Regions from separate parts of the Mus musculus genome. Here region 2 is linked to region 1. A link is a contact called in public promoter capture Hi-C data. All regions are on one chromosome and are shown on one strand. Each heading gives the region's core, a stretch centred on a gene start, on an enhancer-like site or on the middle of the called end of the contact. The rest is flanking DNA. Distances are from core to core; before and after follow the strand shown.

Region 1 (2,727 bases), core at 164-2,663:
ATCTTAAGTGAGTATCGTGGCTACAAAACCATCCCTTGAAATGGAGTCACGAAACATGACCCCATCTCTGGGAAAACAATATAAATCATGTATCAGATAGTATTGATAAAAACTTTCCCAACAATAATATTTTATATGGCTGCACGTGTGTCATCGGAAGTAGGTTTTGGTATATTGTTTAAGAAAACCTTAAATAAAAAGAATTAAAACAGTATAAGTTTATGTTTTGAAGATTTACAGAGAAACAGGAGCTGATGTCAAACAGTAACTGATCACACACATTCATTAGCTTGTTCTTGGGAATTTGCCACTAGCCTTAGATAATTTTTGTATTTTGATGTACCAAATGATCATAACAATATTCATTCTACCTAGATGTTTTACTGAAAACACCTTTTTTTTGAAGTTGTAAGACTTGGATGATTTTGTATTTTGATGTACCAAATGATTATTGTTATTTCTGTTCTATTTCGCTGCTTCACTGAACACAGCTCTTCAGAGCTGTAGCACCTGTTTCTCTTATGTATAAAACCCTTGCTTGAGAGCTGCAAAACACACTCAGGTTCCTTTGCCTTGGGAAGAGGCAGGTTGTTCCTATGTTTGCTCCTGACTCTAAACAGATGAAACACAAGCTAATTGCTGCCCTCTGGGCATACCAAGACAGTGTCTCATAATCCCTGGAATGTAGCACGAAGTCTAAAGGAGATGAGAAATATGCAGCCTTTTCTCTATATTTGTACCCCAGACACTCTGTGAAGGCTAGTATGGGGTGTGGTATGCATTCGTGGTATGTATTCTGCCTCTGTGTTTGTTTCTGTTTGTCACCACCCAATCCTTACCCACCTGACCTCAAGAACCCACATCCCAGGAACCCCCATACCTGGCTGGGGTGGTCCGTTGCACCCCTGGACCTTTCTAGCATCTTCTTTATCATTTATAGAATTCATGAACTCAGATCTTGGCCTGGAGGTACATGCTCCTTAGTCACTTATTCATCATTGGGAGAGAGGGCTTAGCCTCTGGCAGCCTCCATTATAACATTCATACCTGAAAGGGAGCCCCAAAAGCCAGCTGCTTACTTTAATGGAAACAATTTTAAACCCCATGCTTGGTATGTTTCTAAAGCTTATGTATCTGATTGGTTTCCTGGTGCTTTTCTCTATGTTGGCAAATTCGTGCCAGATGAGTTTTTCATTTGGTTTTGGTTTTGATTTTTTTGATGGGATAACCTTTCTTTGAGGTCATAGGGCGAAGTCCTTAACTACCTATCTTGCTCTTGTTTAACCAGTATCCTTTGCCTTGGGAATAGGCAGGTTGTTCCTATGTTTGCTCCCAACTCTAAATAGATGAAACACAAGCTAATTGCTGCCCTGTGGGCATACCGAGACAGTGTCTCATACTCCCTGGAGTGTAGCACGAAGTCTAAAGGAGATGAGAAATATGCAGTCCTTTCTCTATATTTGTCCCCTAGACACCCCGTGAAGGCTAGCAAAAGTCTGTTCTGATTCTGCAAGTACTCTGTGGTATGCATTTGGGTAGTAAAATTACATTTTGCATTTGTAGTCGGTATTTCATTTTTGAAAAAAGTGAACATCTGGTTTTCCTCTATTTAGTTTTGAAGCTCTAGAACAGCTGGGCAGGGCAACTTGGCCTTGTTCTGCATCTCCGTGAGTCATAGCTGAAGCTTCCACTCCATCAGCTACTCGCCCATTGGCTCACCAGCTGCCACTCATCTCCCCACAGCTTTTCTGGTTCTGGATGAGGACAGGGTCTGGATCAGCTTTTTCAGTCCAGCCCTTGGGAGTTTCGAGAGTGCCAATATTACATGAAGATGCTCTGGTCAGCTGTTACCAAATGTGAAAGGCCCAGCCCTGAGTGGGTGGAAAGTAGAGTCTGGCTTGCACTCATTGGGGTTTTGAGTCATAGCAGATTAGTGTTTAGACAAACTGTTTTTTCTCTCTTCTCTATTTTTCTGATCTGAAACTACAGATAAAGCAAACTGTGCTGAGGCTGTGAAGACTCACTGATTTTCACCAAGGAATTGAGTTATTTGCGTCCATCTTATGAGTTCCGTAGTATTTGGAAGAGGGAGTTTGTTTGTTCCATGCCTCAGTGCTCTTGAATTCAAAAGTTCTCCATGTTTCCTAGACCACTGCAACGGTGGGAGGTTCTGACCCTGGCTCACAGGAGGACCAAGGTACAGCCCTGTCTGAAAACTCTTCATCAGGGTTACCATGGGAGCCATAGCAGCCCCTCCAGCACCCAGGTGTAGGGTTCTCTTCCTAACCCACCATGTCAGTTGGGCTATTGTGCTCAGTCTCCATTATAGCTCTCAGCTACTGGAAACAGCTCACACTCTGTAACCCAGCACTCAAGCTCCTCTGGAGTTTGTCCCTAAACTTTGAGAGCCAGCTGCTGCTATCAGAGCCTCGTGCAGCATAGCCTAGGTACACTACCTGCCATTGCTGTTTGTCCTCTGATATCCGTGGTTTCACTCTATGCATGCCAGAGTGCTGTGAGGTGGACAATGGCTCCGTGTGCTCCTTTAATGTTCCCATCACCTTTTCTCTTTGCAGATTTCAATTCCACTGGGGCCCTGATTATCCAGACCCAGGTCAAAGGTGTCTGCTGCTTTAGAGTCTCCCTTGAGCACACTTTGAACTGAGCCACTCTTGACCTCTTCCAAATTTCCAATCCCTTTCCCAGCCTTCCCTCAAGGCTCGTGCT
Region 2 (2,700 bases), core at 139-2,638, 110 kb after region 1:
CACTGAGAAGTGGATATTAGCCCAAAAGTTCAGAATACCTCAGATTCAATTCACAGACCATATGAATCTCAAGAAGGAAGAAGACCAAAGTGTGGATGGATGCTTCAGTATTTCTTAGAAGTGGGAACAAACTACTCACAGGAGGAAATATGGAGATAAAGTGTGGAGCAGAGACTAAAGGAAAGGCCATCCAGAGACTGCTCTGCCTGGGGATCCCTCCCATATACAGTTGCAAACCTAGACACTATTGTGGATGCTGGGAAGTGCTTGCTGACAGGAGCCTGATATGGCTGTCTCCTGAGAGGCTCTTCCTGAGCCTGACAAAATCAGAGGCAGATGCTCCAAGCCAACCATTGAGCTGAGCACAGGGTCCCTGGTGGAGGAGTTGGAGAAGGGACTGAAGGAGCTGAGGGGGTTTGAAGCCCCATGGTGGGGGCAACAGTGTCAACTGGCCAGAAGTCCCAGAGCTCTTGGGGAGTGGACCAACAACTAAAGAGTACACATGGAGGGACCCATGACTCAGGCCTCATAGGTGGCAGAGGATGGCCTTGTTGGACATTAGTGGGAGGAGCGGCTCTTGGGCCTGAGGGGGTTCGATGCCCCAGTGTAGTGGAATGCCAGGGTGGGAAGGCAGGAGTGTGGGTGAGGAAGTACCCTCATAGTGGCAGGGGAACGGGGGCAAGGGTGGGATGGGGGATTTCCGAAGGGGAGACCTGGAAAGGAGAAAGCATTTGAAATGTAAATAAAGAAAATAGCCAATAAAAGAAACAAAAGCTGTATGTGAGTAAACAACACAGCTTCCATCACCCTGATGAAGACCCTACCCTGACCCTCACAGCCCATCCCCTCTTCTTGCTATGCCTATCTTCCCCGACCTTGCCTACTGTCTGATTTTTATGCATCTTTTAACTCAGTTTTACTGTCTTCCTCTTCATTAGCAAGGACTCATGCATGTCCTCTAGTTCTGTCTTTTTCACAGTATACCAGGTCTTCTCAGGCTTCTCTCTCATAAGGACTCATGCCTGGTAAAGGATAGATCCTAAGCCCAGCTCTGTCCAGCTCTGCCCAGCTCTGCCCAGCTCTGCCCAGCTCTGCCCAGCTCTGCCCAGCTCTACACAAGATCTAATCAGTATAAGTATCTTAACATCTTCTTTTCCATGAATTAGATAAAGAGCTATCACTTGAACTTGGCCAGTCAGACAAGAGAGGTGAGGGAGGTGGGGGCTTTGGGGCCGCATGAGCAAGATGTGATCTAAAATAGAGCTGACCAAACTCTTCCTCTTGTCTGGCTTGGCCTTAGAAAGTATCTCCCTTCTCTTGGGGAGAAGTAAAGCAGGGCCTCTGACTTCTTAGTGACACCCCATGACCACCGAATCTGAGAGTCTTGGTTTCCTCTTTTAGAAAAAAGGGAAGTTGACCTAATTTATCTGAAGCTTCCTGCCAGCATTAGAATACCATGTGTGCCTCTAGATATGATGTGGGAGGGCCTAGGAAGTGGAGAAAAGAAAAGCTAATTTTATCTGAAGCCATTGACACTGACAGGGAAGAAATGAGTACTAACCTTGGCTTCACCATGAAGACAGTGTAGTGACCTTCCTTCTCTCACCTATGACAATCCCCTTGAAGCTTATTTGGTGAGCAAAATGTTTCTACTAAAGTTAAGTGAAAACAGCAGTACACATTTAGGAACTGAGAAGATCTTTTTCTCCTTAAAGCAGAAGTTTAGCTCTGCCTCTTTTTGTAACTATTCCAAACACCTCCCAAGAAAAGCTAGAGTTAACAAGATATAGGCTTGTATGGAGGGGAAATTTAAGGAAAAGCGGGGTTACTTTGTCTGAGGCTATGCTGATTTTGGTTTGCTTCAAGATGTTCAAAAGGATTAAGTCGAAGCACCATCTAGTGGTTCTCAACTGTGGTTTGCTCCCAATATGGTCCCATTGGAGACCATATTGATTTTTGGGTGTAATTATTGTGTTGTGATCAGACTACCCTACTTATTCCCAAAGGAAAGAGCAGAACCACCCAATACATTTATCAAAGCCAATTGAGACCATATAAGTATATTAAAGTAACACCAGGAAAGCCAGGCCCAAGGACCAGACTGAGGAAGAGTTAATACATCCTCACCTGGACCACATAAGGAGAACACCTAATGTGTTGTGATGATAGCAGCCTCACCAACCTGTCATCTGACCACCCTGGGTGTGAGTCAAGGGACCAACAAGCAGATAATTTCTGACTGTGCCCGGGGTGTCATGTTGGCTTGTTTCTCAGTGCTGATGTGGTTCATTCTAATTGTCATCAGTTCATCCATTCATCTCTCTTGACCTCTGGCCTCTACTGCCTCCCTGGTCTGTACCTGCACCTTGCTTAGATTGCTCCACTCAGGCATCTGAGGTCTGTCTCTACTACTTGATCCTACAGCAGCCACAGCAGCATCTCCAACAGGCTTTCAATGGTTAGTTACTGGACACTTCCTCTCCCTGAAGAATCTTCTGACATCCCTATTTGTTTTCGTTTGTGCTTGTCAACTAGACTTCTTTGTAATTTCTTAAAGCCTGCTGAAGATTTTTATTCCTTTTAAACACATTCTGTAACCTATATAGGTAGATAATGGATGATAAGTAGCTAGATGATAAAAACAGATAAATACATATAGATGCATAAATATATAGAAAATAGATATATTTTCTGTATGAT

Evidence for each region. Capture Hi-C pulls out chosen DNA fragments and counts their contacts.
Region 2: a contact with region 1 is called in a promoter capture Hi-C map of adipose tissue. The contact joins two enhancer-like sites. A contact is called at or near these places in 2 of 15 datasets of contacts at CTCF or cohesin (CD8 T cells and the NIH/3T3 cell line), 43 of 484 Hi-C or Micro-C datasets (the 3T3-L1 cell line, 3T3-L1-derived adipocytes, the C2C12 cell line and 29 more), 7 of 115 datasets of contacts at active chromatin or transcription factors (CD8 T cells, bone marrow-derived dendritic cells, bone marrow-derived macrophages and 4 more) and 2 of 9 other capture datasets (adipose tissue and liver).

What each region holds. Positions count from the first base shown.
Region 1 is chr16:45,069,572-45,072,298 of GRCm38.p6, reverse strand. No RefSeq gene overlaps it. Among named protein-coding and RNA genes, the nearest start is that of Ccdc80, 23 kb to the left of the region's middle. Within about 2 kb of position 1,413, at least 72 of the 459 cell types and tissues checked have an H3K27ac peak or open chromatin away from gene starts, as enhancers often do. A contact at or near this core is called in adipose tissue and bone marrow-derived macrophages, where this site is marked.
Region 2 is chr16:44,961,684-44,964,383 of GRCm38.p6, reverse strand. All of the region lies in intron 5 of Cd200r3 (CD200 receptor 3), which reads right to left. Among named protein-coding and RNA genes, the nearest start is that of Cd200r3, 19 kb to the right of the region's middle. Within about 2 kb of position 1,388, at least 110 of the 459 cell types and tissues checked have an H3K27ac peak or open chromatin away from gene starts, as enhancers often do. A contact at or near this core is called in adipose tissue and bone marrow-derived macrophages, where this site is marked.